Linked DNA regions of Mus musculus: region 2 is linked to region 1. The links are chromatin contacts, called in public HiChIP or PLAC-seq maps. All regions are on one chromosome and are shown on one strand. The core of a region is the stretch at or near the end of the contact, and the rest is flanking DNA. Distances in the headings are between cores, read along the strand shown. Region 1 has its middle 21 kb from the start of Gm44851. Region 2 overlaps Blm (Bloom syndrome, RecQ like helicase).

Evidence for each region. HiChIP or PLAC-seq counts read pairs in DNA pulled down with a chosen protein or histone mark.
Region 2: an H3K27ac HiChIP or PLAC-seq map of the HPC-7 cell line shows a contact between it and region 1, with 6 times the contacts expected there. The contact joins two enhancer-like sites. A contact is called at or near these places in 1 of 15 datasets of contacts at CTCF or cohesin (the NIH/3T3 cell line), 4 of 484 Hi-C or Micro-C datasets (bone marrow-derived macrophages, embryonic fibroblasts, macrophages and 1 more), 6 of 115 datasets of contacts at active chromatin or transcription factors (CD8 T cells, the HPC-7 cell line, bone marrow-derived macrophages and 3 more) and 3 of 9 other capture datasets (adipose tissue, liver and pancreatic islet).

What each region holds. Positions count from the first base shown.
Region 1 is chr7:80,421,606-80,428,546 of GRCm38.p6, forward strand. No RefSeq gene overlaps it. Among named protein-coding and RNA genes, the nearest start is that of Gm44851, 21 kb to the left of the region's middle. Within about 2 kb of position 4,951, at least 69 of the 459 cell types and tissues checked have an H3K27ac peak or open chromatin away from gene starts, as enhancers often do. A contact at or near this core is called in the HPC-7 cell line, where this site is marked.
Region 2 is chr7:80,513,111-80,520,122 of GRCm38.p6, forward strand. It overlaps Blm (Bloom syndrome, RecQ like helicase), which reads right to left. Exons shown (of 22, transcript NM_001042527.2): 2 at 1,479-1,580; 3 at 1-384. The coding sequence starts at 1,576. Among named protein-coding and RNA genes, the nearest start is that of Blm, 19 kb to the right of the region's middle. Within about 2 kb of position 1,696, at least 12 of the 459 cell types and tissues checked have an H3K27ac peak or open chromatin away from gene starts, as enhancers often do. A contact at or near this core is called in the HPC-7 cell line, where this site is marked.

The DNA of each region.
Region 1 (6,941 bases), core at 3,701-6,200:
GCCCCTTGGCAAGGAGAACGTCTTCCCCAAAGGCCCTGATTTAGCTCCCACCTCCCCAAAGGAATCTGCACCCCACTTGGTAGTCTTGCTGAGAATTGGATTTTACTTCTCATGTTGTTTGTTTGAGGTTTTGAGGCTGCGGGTTGAGCGTGCAGCCTTGTGCAGACTGAGCCCAGGCTCTGTATGTGAGCTGCCTCTGTGTCTCTTGAACGGAAACACCCATCCTTTTCTGAGTACAACTCTCCTGCTTACTAGATGTGTTGCAAAAAATATTTTTTTTTATTGTGGTCTCTCTTTTTTAACCTTATCTGCATCATTTTCTGTTACTGTAAAAATTAAATAATTGTGTTGCCGATTCTATTGTTTGTTTGAGACAAGGTCTGTCTACTTAGCCTAGATTGGCCTAGAACTATGTAGCCCAGGCTAGCTTTTACAAGTATGCACCACCATGCCAGGCTAACGGTTAAATGACCGTGTTTCTTTAGAAGACATTGAATTATTTTATCTCTATGTAAGGGTGTTTTCCCTACATGTGTGTCTATAAACTGTGTGTATGCCTGGTGCCTTGGGAGGCCAGAGCGGATGCAGAGGCCCCTGAAACTGGAGTTACAGATGCTTGTGAACATCGTGCTGGGAACCCAGGGTGAGCACTGGCTTCAGCCCCGTCCTCTTTTCTTTGTGCCTTAGTTTTTGCTTTTGCTTTTCTAGATAAGCTCTCAAGTAGTCCAGGCTGGCCTTTAACTCACTAGCAGAGGATGACCCCGGACTTCTGATCCTCCTGCCTCTACCTCCCAATGCCAGAATTTCAGATGTCTGCCACACTCTTCCTGCTTCCAGTATGTTATATGAGGACTCTGCCAGCTGAATTCAGCATCTAAACGGGTTTTGTTTTCTGTTTGTTTTTTTGGCTTTTTGAGACAGGGTTTCTCTGTGACGCACTAACTGGTTCTGGAACTCACTCTGTAGACCAGGCTGACCTCAAACTCAGAGATCAGCCTGTCATTGCCTCCCAAGTGCTGGGATTAAAGGCACATGGCACCACACCTGGCTTCTTACTTTTTTTTTTTTAACAGTCTCCTGTACCCCAAGCTAGCCTTGAACTCCCCTACATAGCCAAGCAGGACCTTGAACTCCTGACCCTCCTGCATCTACCTCCCAAGCACTAGGATTTCTCTTCTTTTTTTTGGTGGTGTGGGGAAGGAAGGTGTTTGGGATTGAACCCAGGACCTTGACCATGATAGGCAGGAGCCTTCCTGCTAAGCTCCATCGACAAACCTACCCTAACTTAACCCCTGTCAGCGAGGGGACTGAGGGAGGTGCCGGTCACGTGGTCGGATGGGTGCTCAGCTGCGTTTACTTTACCAAATCTTATCTAGCTGCGCACTCAGAAAGCGCTTGCCTTTCCTAGTGCGGGCAGCAAGTTTCCAGTTTACTTTTAAAAGATTATTTCTTGCCGGGAGATCGTAAAAACATTCTCCTATATTTTCCTCTCCGAGTTAAGCTTCCGTTCTTCATCTGTGAGCCCCGAACCCACCTGGAGTTGGGAGTGAGCTAATTTTATCCTCCCCGGATGGATCAGCTCTTGCCCATTATAAGGAGCCTGTCTTCTCCTGGTGGTTGGCATTGCCTCTGTCATATGGCAAAGCCTCCTGTTGGCGTGTTCCCTGGCTGTGCCCCTCCCCCCTGGCTTCTCTTCATAGCCTGATGCCTGAGCTTCCAGCCTTAGCGTCTTTAAAAGATTATGGTGGCTAATGGGGCGCAGTGGCACCTGCCTGTCTGCTTCTTGGTGAACAGGAGCCTGGATTACTCCCCTTCCGGAGGGCGGGTCAAAAGAAAACAGAAGCCTCCCCTGGGGGATTAAAATCCTTTTGTTGCCATTTGGCCATTGTTTCCTAAAAGTTTCCTAAAATCTTCCCTACTATCCCTTTATCTTGTATTCATTTATTGTTAAATGTTATTTACAAACTGGGCGGGGGTGGGGGGGGGTGGCACACTCCTTTAGCCCTAGTTCTCAGGAGGCAGAGGCAGAGGCAGGCAGATCTCTGAGTTTGAGGTCAGCCTGGTCTGCAGAGTGAGTTCCAGGACAGTCAGGCTACACAGAAAAACTCTGTCTTGAATATCCTAATATATATATATATGAGTTCTATATGATTAACTCTGTATGATTGTGTGTGCATCGTGGGACGGTGGATGCCACAGCGTACATACTGAGGTCAGAGAACATCTGGAGCTGCTTTCTCCTGTCTTTACATGGGATCTGTGCTTTTATCACCCCACTCACACTCTGAGCTCTGAGCCAGCTCACTGGCTTTGTTTTAAATTAAATTTTAAAAGATTTGTGTGTGTGGGTGTGTGAGCACTTGCCTGCATGTATGTATGTGCACTGTGTGTGTGCCTATTGCTCTTGGAAGTCAGAGAGCACGGGATCACCTGCGACTGGAGTTATTATGGTGTTCATGAGCTAACCTGTGGGGACTGGGAAGCAAATTCCAGTCCTCTGCAATAGCTCTGAACCACGAAGCTATCCAACCCCCTGTTTGGTTGGTTTTGAGGCAGGGTTGCATGTGGCCCAGGATGGCCTTGAACTTTCAATCCTTTGGCCTTTATGTCTCAAGGGTTGCAATTCTATTTTTTTTATTATTATTAATTAACTACTATGTGTCTTCGTGCATATACATGCATGCAGGCCCCACGGTGGTGCTTGTGTGAAACAACCTCCAGGAAGCTTTCTCTTTCCACTTTGTGGGTTCTGAGGATTGAACTCAGATTGTCAGGTTTAGTGATGGGGCGGGGGGGGTGTTGTCTGCTTAGCCACTCTGCTAGTGGGAGTGCTAAGATTTTGAGACTGTGCCACCATGCCCAGCTTCCCTGGAAGACACTACAAGGACGAACGGTGGGAGGGATGCTGTGGCCAGCAGAGGCCAAGACCAAAGGGCCAGGTGTCCACTTGGTGACTGCTGCAGGATCCAGCTGAGCAGTGGGCAGCCCTGAATGCAAATGGTAGGTGTGTGTGGCTGTAGGTAGACTGGACAGGATTCAGTGGAGGCTTGGACATGGGTAAAACAAGCCAAACTCAGAACCAAAGATGACTCCTTGATTTGGAGCTAAATGCAGGGATGGTAGGGTGATCTGCTGAGACAGGAAAGCCATGGAAGAGGATATGGTGGGCGATGCCACTTAACGATGTCCAGAAGAGACTGGAGAGATAGCTTAGGGGTTAAGAGAACTGGCTGCTCTTCCAGAGCCAGGTGTTGGTTCCTAGCTCCAAGGCAGAGATTAATGCCCTTCTGTAACTCCAGTTCCAGGCGATCGGGTGCCCTCTTCTGGCCACCTTGGGTATGTATTCATGAGCTGCACAGACGTAAATGCATGGAAAAGCACCTATACCATACACCAAAAAAATGAGGAGTACAGCACCTAGCCAACTATGGTGGCGCACACCTTTAATCCCAGCACTCAGGAGGCAGAGGCAGGTGGATCTCTATGACTTTGAGGTCAGCCTGATCTACAGAGTGAGTTCCAAGACACCCAGGGCTACACAGAGAAAAAAACCTTGTTTCAGGGGGAAATAAGTCAGTGTGGTGACAGTAACCCCAGCCTAGCTTTTCATGACCTTGGTACCTGGCCTGGTAGCACACACCTTTAATCCCAGCCCTTGAAAGGCAATCTCTGTAACTTTGAGGGTAGCCAGCTAGGGTTACACAGTGAGACCTTGTAACTTTAATTGTTTCAAATCCTATTTTTAATGGTGGTTCTTAAACACTTTAACCTTCCTTGTAAGCCACCACCCACCAGAGGTAGTGGGAAAAAAAGGATATGGTGTGTGGGGGTGGGGGTGGGGGAAGTGGACCTGTTTAGAAAGGATCTTGGGAGCAACTCCCATCTGTATTGTCTGGAAATCAGCAGTTCAGTTCCCAGAGTCAGTAGTGACAGCTCCATCCACTCACAAACACCTCACAGATACACCAGCAGTCCGGTTCAGTAGGTCGGGTTAGCAACAGTGGTGACACAACCTAGCAGAGACAGCCAGGCCTTAGCCTAGGCTTGAGTCAAGAGGAGGAACCAACAGGAACCCCCAGAGAAGCTCTCGTCTGTGCATCTCTCAGGGAAGTGAAGATCATTGAAGATGCAAGAGCCACAAGCATTGCACTGCTAGCTGTCCCAGCAAGCCAAGCTGTCTCTGTCACCATGGAGTCCTATTTATACCTCCAAACATCACGTCTTCCACATGTCTTGCCTCAGCACGTCCATCCAATCAGCCCAAGTCTGCAGAAGCAGCAACAAACTGCAGCACACCACCAAAAATTTTTCCGTGGTTTCTCTCTTTGGTGTCCCAGCAAATGTAGCTCAACTGCTCAGTGTAAGGCAGAGCAATGCATGCGTGCTGTTAGCAAAGACTCCATCATGCTTCATCACTCCTCCTTTCACGTGCTTGCTTTAGCAGAGCATCCTCTCTCCTGTGTCTGCTTCAGCACAATGTTCCTTCATGAGTCTGCCTTAGCCTTTCACACCTGTGTCCACTTCTGGAAAACACCCCTTCATGTGTTTGATCCAGCAAAACACCGTCCAACTAACTTTCCAAAGAACCCTTAAGTTTCCACTTCAAGACCCTGTCTCAAAAAAGGAAGGAAAGGAAGTCTTTATAAAATGCCTACTGCCACATCAGCTGGATGCAGTTCTCTTAGGGCCTTGCACTAGGTCTGATTGCGGGATCACTTGCCAGCTCTAAGGCCTGGGTCAGTGACTTCTCCTGAATAGTTTCTCCTCCTCCTCCTCTTCTTCCTTTCCCTCCTCTTCCTCCTCCTCCTCTTCCTCCTTCCATGGCCTCCTTCGGTTGCCAAGGGTCATGTGCAACAATACAAACAGAAGCAGGAACTCAGCAAGTGACAGTTCCCGGTCCCTGGGTAGTAGTGGTGCAATTGGCAACAGGCACGTGGCTTCCTTTTTCTCTCTGACTCAGGCGGCTGCTTGTCTGACCCAAGCTGGTCCTGAGCTCGCTCTGTGGCTGAGGCTGATCTGTCTGCCTCTGCTCTCCAAGTGCAGGCCTTACTGGCCTGAGTCACCACACCCCACGATCTGCTGGGTTCAGTGAGTTTACCTTGTGCACAGGTTAGGCAAAGCTCACCAAGAGGACAGGGAAGACGGGGAGGGGACATCGTAACCCTGTATCTGAAATAAAGGAGGGGTGGCTTCCATTATTCAGAATAGAGTGGCATTGCCTGTGTCAAAATAGCAGAAGGACTGGGAAGACGCAAACAAAGAAATGGAACAGGAGAAAACCAACTAAGCCAGGTGTTGTCATGCATGCCTGTCAGCACAACACTTAGGAAGCTGAGGCAGGAGGATCACCATGAGCTCAAGGACAGCCAAGTCTACAAAGTGAGACTCAGTGGGGAGAGGGATGGAAGATGGGGGTAAGGGAGGGAGTCTGGGGAGGGACAACTAACACTAAGGGGTGTTTGAGGTCATATGGAACCCTGCTACTGTGGAAACTTCCTATAATACATATGTGAAAGAAACAGAGTCGCCAAATAACAGGAGAGACAATTACCCCCTCCCCATGTCATTTGCCACCAAGTGAAGTCTCCAGTGCTGGGAATGGGTTATATCTTGTTGAGTCATTGGCCAAGACCCCATGAAAACCCCAACCATCTCAGGCTATTGCCAAGGCTGTAGGTTGCACTCTACAAACCGACGGTAAGGCCTAATTACTGACGACAACACTTCCATATCTCAAAGGACATAGAGGAGTTGAGCTGGCACCTAATTAGAGCCTTGCTCCTACTGACTAGTGTTCATGGCATTGGAAGGTGCTCTGCATGCTGCCAGAGGAGACAGATAACCACCAACTCAGTTACAAACCCCGTGATCTACAATGGTGACCTACTTGCAAGCTATGTCGGTGCAATTTGTGACTGACACAAATGTTGGCAGTAACCAATCACTCTCTGCTTGAACTTAAGGCCCACCCGATGAGATAGAACCCACGTCTTGTCTGACACAGCTCACCTGGCCAAGAACCTGGTGACAGTGTAGCCTGGTGACAGTATAGCCGGAGTTTTCAGCTACTCTGCTTTGTGCTCCAGGAGGGTCTCGCGCCTCCAGTTACCTGCCCAGTCCAGGAACTCTTTGGATCCACGAATGAAACACACACACACACACACACACACACACACACACACACACACACTTATTTTTGAAATGCCCTCTAGCTCAATGGCTGGTCAGTTCTAATCCTCCACCTGCTACCCCAGGCCCAATTGGGGAAGTGGCCTGTGGCCACTTACTTGAAGTCTCACAGCGCTTATTCAACCCTCACAGAAGCTTCCTGTTGCAGTAGATGGGAACTAACACAGAGACTCGCAACTGGACAATGTGCAGAACACTGGGTCCGCAATGAATGTCTTCATCAAAGCCCTCCCCTCAGGGCTCAGGAAGCTATGCAGAAGAAGAGGCAGAAAGGTTGTGAGAGTTAGAGGGGCTGAGTGACTCCAAGGGAACAGTCTCTCGACTCAATAGAACTGATGCAGAGAGGAACTCACAAAGATAGTGGCAGCATGCACAGGACCTGCACGGGTTCAAGACAGACAGGGTCCCAGCACTGACAGGCAGAGTGGACACGGACTCCCCCCACCCCTAACCAAGACACTCTCTGCAAGTAATACCTTGCAAAGGAAAACTTACTTTTCCCCAATGGAGTCTCATTGGGTGTCTTAACTATGTGTAAGGGCAGGCCCGTACCCCAGTAGATGGTCAACACAAAGTGAACGCAATGGGTGTTTTTGTAGCTTTTTTGTCTATAGTGCTTCATCTGGGCGCCCTTTTCTCTTACTGGTCTTTTGCATCTTTTTTTTTTTGTTTGCTTGTTTGTTTAAATCTGGTTTTGTTTGTTTTGTCCTTCCTTCCTTCCTTTTCTTTCTTTCTTTCTTTCTTTCTTTCTT
Region 2 (7,012 bases), core at 446-2,945, 88 kb after region 1:
GCTGACATATCAAAGTCATCCATATCAGCCCAGTCACTGAGGGAGTCTGCAGAAGAACTAAATTCTAATTTCTTGAAAACAGCCACGGGCAGTTTCTTCGCAGTGGGGGTTTTGGGGGTAGTGCACAAAGTGTCCTGAGCAGTCTGTACCGTGGCCGGCAGTGACGGCTCAGAGCAGGTCCCCTTGCTTTGCTGCCTTCCAGGGAAATGTTTAAAGAAGCCTTCAATCTTTGCCTGCTGCTTTGGTTTGTGGAGTGGAGACTCAGTGAATGAAAAGGCCTCAGACACGTTCACATCTTTATCACTTAACGCAGGTGTTTTTACTACGGACACACTAGTGACAGACACATCACCCTCTGATGTTTTCTTTTTAAAAGTAAAACCTCTGAAAAATAATGGAAAAACTCAGTTAGTGAATTCATTTGTTTCTGATGCTGAGGACTGAACCCAGGGCCTCATTTATGCTAAGCAAGCATTCTATCATAACTTATAATCCCAGGCCCTGATGGACTCATTTCCATTTTAACAAATTCATTCTCCTATAAAACATTTCAAGTGCAAGTCACGTTAATTGTATTGAGCATAGAATCTGTCACTCTGTGGTTTTGAAAATTCACCAGGTACTTAAAAACATTTGGTCGCTCTAATCCTTTCCATTCAGAGGCTAGTTACTGGGCACTGAGAGTTCCCAGGCCACTCCTACACTTTATTTCTCAGGCTGGAGGTCCTTAATAGTCCCTTCAGAAGCAAAAGACAGGATGTGTTGAGAGACAGACAGACAGACTCAGAGTGGAATTTTCTACTGTGACAAAAAAAATGTTTAAGGGAGAAAGGAGTTTTAGAAAAGCTGCTAAGATCTGAAGGACACATGAGGCAGAGGCTGTCTGCTGACATTAGTGACTGAAGTTGAAGTAACTTTAAATCTGCAGGCATGGAGCAGTGCTTGCTATCTGGTGAGGGCACAACCTAAGTACAGTGTATTATTAGATATCTTAGCAACTTGGGGCTTAGCTTGCAGGAGACACAGAACTAGAGAGTGGTCATTTAACTATACAGTTTTACAGAGAATATGAGGTTACACTAAAGCATAATATCTGTCCAAATTGACAAGAAAATCCATTACTTGTCCATCCAACTTTACTGAACAAGTACGTGCCAGGACCTGTGTAAAGCTAGAACAATCACACTCAGCTCTGCTAGCACAGGCTCTACTATTAACTTGCAACGGGGAAAACCACTGGGCTCCTCATTTCCTCTGTGAAATGAGAGAGCTGGAGGAAGCCTGGTGTGGTGGTGATCTGAGCACAGACACGGCTGAGGGAGGACTGTGGCAAGTGTGAGGCAAGTGTGGACTGGAGTGAGATCAAAGTCAGCAGGGGCTATGCATGGGACCCTATCCCAGACTCCACAGAGGTGAAAGGCGAGAGCTCCATTGTATGACACCTGAGCTGTCTTCTACATGAGAATGAACATACTTACAAAGATTTTGGTTTTGAAAGGCTGGGTTGATTATTAAGTTTTCTGGCTGAGTGTCGCTGTAGTTGTTCTTGTAGATTGTTCAGAGGAACAGCAGCCATGATCCTAAAAAGGAAGAGGGCAACCATTAATGGAGTTAGGCATTTAGTATCATTCAGCATATTTACTGAGGAGGTAAAAGACTTAAACCGCCACATCATTCCAGATGTGCCCAGAGTAACACACTTTTGCTGCCCCCCTTCCTCCTCCTCCTCCTGTCAACAGATTGCTTTAACATTTACATCTGGTGGCATTTAAAACACACATTTTTTAACTAGAGATTTACTTGAATAGCAAAATGGCCTGTTTTCCTCTTTTCTTCAACAGATGCTAAAATCAGCACAGCCTGGCCTAGGCTTGGAGGGCACATAGGGAATGAGAGGGAGTAATGATCAAAGCAAACTAGGAACCCGGGGGACAGCCAGGACGTGAATTCTCTGTGCAAAACTAAAGGTCCAGTAAAGACAGGCCTCCCACAGGCGAGTGCAAAGGCTGACCAGCCAGAGCCATGCTCCAGTCGCCCCCAGTCCACGGCAGTCTGCCACACACATTTATATCCCTGTGTAACACTTGCTGCACTGGTTCACTTTCACCCAGATAAAGCGCAGCTCAAGCCACCTTGAAACCACTGAGCTAAAGACAGACAGCTGTGATCTATAAAGAGTTTTTAAAAAGTTATTTCAGATGAATTATAAATCCTCTTTCCCACTCAACTTGGATTTAAAACAAAATTTACTATTAGTGTGCATGTGCGTGTGTGCACTGGGGAGTAGTACACCTGTCACTCACAGATATGGAGGTCATAGGGCAACTCTGTGTCCATCTTTCCTGGTCCTTGGCTTGTAGAGGAAGCCCTTCTACTCAACCACTTTATGGGCCCCTGTTTTCTCCTGATACGAGGTTTAACTAAGAATGGCTCCCACAGGCTCATATATATCACCAGGGAGGGGACTCTGATAGAATTAGAAGGATTAGGGGGTGAGGCCTTGTTAGAGGATACAGGTTCCTGCTGCCTGAGGATCCAATGTAGAGCTCTTGGCTCCTTCTCCAGGACCATGTCTGCCTGTGCGCTGCTATGCTCCCTACTATAATGATAGTGGACTAAGCCTCTGAGACTGTAAGCAAGCCTCCCTGGTGTCTCTTCATGGCAATAGAAGAATGAGTAAGAAGTGTTTGTGGTTGTATGTGAAGTAGTTTTATCATTTTAGGTGTAATTATAACTTGGTTAAATATATAATGAATTTTGTGATTGTGTGTAGGATCATTATATCGTGTTAGGTGTAATTATGATCTGGTTGTTGTTTTCATTTGGAAATTAAGCAGGACACAAGGAGATATAATTATGTCAAGTGGGTAAGGGATGGACTTGTGATGGCTACATCTGGAATTCACTGAAACTCAAATGGCTGGGCACACCTGTAAGAGATTCTTTTATTAAGTAATTTGAAATGGGAAAAGCTACTTTTAATCTGGATCTTTGAGGTTGGAAAATACACCTTGAATCTGAGCTAACCCTTCTGCTGGCAGCCTATATAAAGGACATGAAAAGGGAAGCTTATTCTTTCCTTACTTGCTCTCACTGGCTAGTCAGTTCCTTTACTGGCATTAGAGTGTATGTCTTCAGGATTTCAGTGTGCACTAAAAAGATCAACTGAGATAGCCAGCCTTATGGACTGAGAACTACTGGGTTTCCTGGAGCTTCTGTTGGTTAGAGAGCCATTGTTGGATTAGCTGGACCACAGTCAGTAAGTCATTCTAATAAATCCATACACACACACACACACACACACACACACACACACACACACACACACACACACAGAGAGACATATATACATATATACACATAAATCCTGACTAATACACAAGGTCTCACTATATAACCTTGGCTGACCTCAGACTCATGAACTTCCTGTGTCCAGTGCTGGGATTACAGGCAAACGCTACCATACCCAGTTTATCACTTTACTTTTATAATACACTTTTGTTTTATACCATATACATATTTGGAGGAAGGATTAATAATATTAGATGGGTCACACTACACTGTTCTAGAAGTCCATTTCTGAAAACGGTGATATTTAAATTGAGTCATAATTTTTTAATTCAGTAACTGGAATTTTCTTATTAGTTTCAAAATAATAAATCAGGTCTGGGGAGATAGCTCAGTAGGTAAACTCAGTGTGAGGACCTGAGTCTGAAACTAAAATACATGTATAGTGTGTATCTGTAATCTTGGTGCTTCTATAGTAAGCAGATAGGAGAATCTCTGGAAGCTTGCGAGTCAGCAAGCCTAGGATAGAGAGCGGACAACAATGAAGAGACTCTGTCTCAAACAAGGAAGGAGCAAAGACTCACACCCAAGGCTGTTCTCTGTCACATGTGCAGGGTGGTACATACGTGTATACACACACACGCACACGGAGAGTCTAAAGAATGAATCATTCATTATCTCTAAGAGTGACCTCTTTTTTCCAAGTACTAGTATGAAGCCAAAAAATAAAGCACAGTCAGTATGTTTCAGTCCATGACAGTATGGCATTTCAGAACCCTTATGAATGTTTCATGCTTGGCCAATGGAATTTGTTTCAGACAAATGAGGTATCAATCACAAGCACAATTTGGGGAGTGGTTAAAAATATCTTTTATATGGAAAAATAAAAGTTATGATATTTTAAAAGAACATGAGTAAGCAAACGCTAAGTTGAGTGCAGAGCATATATGCACACATATGTAAAGTAATGAAACACAGGGTATGTGGAACCCAGCTCATGTGTGAAGAAAATTATGCTACCGAATGAGGCACAGTCTCAAAAAGAAAAAAAGTAAAAGTAGTGAATCAAACAAACTGGAAAACTTGGGAACAGAGACAGGTAGAGAGTGGTCATTTAACTATACAGTTTTACAGAGAATATGAGATTACACTAAAGTATAATATCTGTCCAAATTTACAAGAAAATCCATTACTTGTTCATCCAACTTTACTGAACAAGTACAAGCCAGGCATGGCAGCTCACACTTGCAATTCCAGCACTTGGGAGGCTGAGGCAGGGAGATCACTGATGTCTGAGGCCAGCCTGAGCTATATAGTGAGCTCAAAATCAGCATAGTCTACACAGGGAAACCCTATCTCCAAAAAGAAAAGAATAAATGATTAAAGGCATCTTATTTGAACTATGTCTTGACACTGAGATTTTGAAATCAGAAACAGAGGGAGCCTATCAGGTCATGATATTCTGGGGTAGTTTTTTACTTTTGATGGTACTGAGGTGTAAATTTATCTTTTATTTGCCTGAATTAATTGTTGACTCCAAGAACTGTCTCCTTCTGCTAACCTAGGCCTAGTCCTGGAAACTTCTAGCCAGGTTTTCATTCTTTGAGAGACTTACTGTTGAATAAGCTCACCCTTTCTTGTTCTTTCTGAACTCTGTATGTCTGGTTCAAATCAGCTGACTTGACTCAAAATCCTCTCCAAGCTGACTGATTTTTTTTTTTTCCGAGACAGGGTTTCTGTGTAGCCCTGGCTGTCCTGGAACTCACTCTGTAGACCAGGCTGGCCTCGAACTCAGAAATCTGCCTGCCTCTGCCTCCCGAGTGCTGGGATTAAAGGCGTGCGCCACCGCGCCCAGCTAAACTGACTGATTTAATCTGACCTTTCTCTGCCTCTGACTGAATTGCTCTGCTCGGCCTCAAACTAACTCTAGCAATCTGTTCTAATCTTCTGGCTACTTCTCATTCTTTGGTGCATTCTGTCTTCGTCTATGGTCTATGTTTTGCTTGTTCTCTCTTCTACCTGCCTCTGAAAACTCTCCGGGTAAAACTGCCTCCTTCCTCCTTTCTCTCTGTGTTGCTCTCTTAAGTAGCCTCTCTTTTCTCTCTGTCCTCATGAGAGTTGAGCATATCTTATTCTGTCAAATCTTTCTCTGTTTCATCACTTTGTCTGCCACTCAGACATCACTTTCAAATATGGTGCTTCCTTTTACAAACTAGCATATGTTACCTTCATTGTTTGTGATTAAAGTGTGTGCTAAGGCTGAGCCACACCACTACTAGAGACAGGTTTTTTCCAGTAAACAACACAATCTTGGGGTTCACAGAGTGATCAAATATCCTGTAACACTGAATTTTGTAGGGCTTCACATACTCTAGGTAAGTGCTCTGTCACTAAGCTACATTCTTATCCCTTTTAAAACTTTGATTTTGAGACAGGGGCACACTAAATTTTTCAAATTGACCTTAATATCAAGATTCTGCAGCCTTGGCCTCCTCAGTCAGAGTCCTAAGAGGTAATCTTATAAAATTAGGCCAATTGAAAAAGAAAGTCTAAATTCTTCGAGTGGATAAGAAAGAAAGAAAAGAAGGAAGGAAGGAAGGAAGGAAGGAAGGAAGAAAGAAAAGAAGGAGGAAGAAAGAAAGGAAGGAGGAAAGAAGAAAGAAGGTCAATGAAATGAAAGCAACAAACAAGAATACCAATTTTTTTGAGAACTATAGAAAAGAACATTTTTAGGAATATTAGGAAAAACAACAGACCAACTTTCACTCACATTTGATAAAAAGGGAAATACTTTTTAAGTCTCCCCTTTCACCCTTATTATTATTTTTTTTTTTTTGAGACAAGGTCTCTATGTCTTTGAACTCACAGAGATTGGCTTACCTCTGCTCCCCCACCCCCCAATGCTGAGTCTGAGCTATCGTATATCCCTTTGACTTTTTAGTATTTATTTGTTTAGTTGTTCTGTGTGGCACTCCAAAGACACCTGTAAAAATCAGTTCTCTCTTTCCACATGTGTTCTGGGAATCAAATTCAAGTTGTCAATTTTGGCAGCAGGCACTTTTACCCACTAAGCACACATATGACCATACACTATACATGTACACCATATTTTAATAAGTATGGCCAGGTAGTGGTGGTGCATGCCTTTAGTCTCAGCACTCAGGAGGCAGAGGCAGGTGGGTCTCTGAATTTGAGGCCAGCCTGGTCTACACAGGGAGTTCCAGGACAGCCAGAACCACACAGAGAAACCCTGTCTTGATAAAACAAAACAACAAAATAAATAAGTCAAGCATGGTGGCACAACAGAACTTGGGAACAGAGACAGGTAGATCTCTGTGGCTTTAAGGACAGCCTACACAGTGAGTTCCAGGCTAGGTTACATAGATTGTCTTAAAGTCAAATCAAGTCAGTAAATAAAAGATAAATAAATATACCTTTTATTAACACAGAGACATGGCATAGAGAGACTAGGCTGTTTGGGGTGGAGTAGAGGATCCTTTTCTTTCAAATAAATGAAATAATTTTTAGATCTATCAAAATTAGGACTACCTCCTCTTTCTAGGTCAAATGTTCCTTTCATTCTTTTTGTTGTAACAAGACAGCTATTTCAGAATATCAAGAGGTGGACTGCCAAAATGACTATTCTAAGATACTTGGTGCCAAGTAACAGTCAGATGTCTACTCTAGTTTTCTGCTAAAAGTAGAGGTTTTAGGAAGTTGTTCC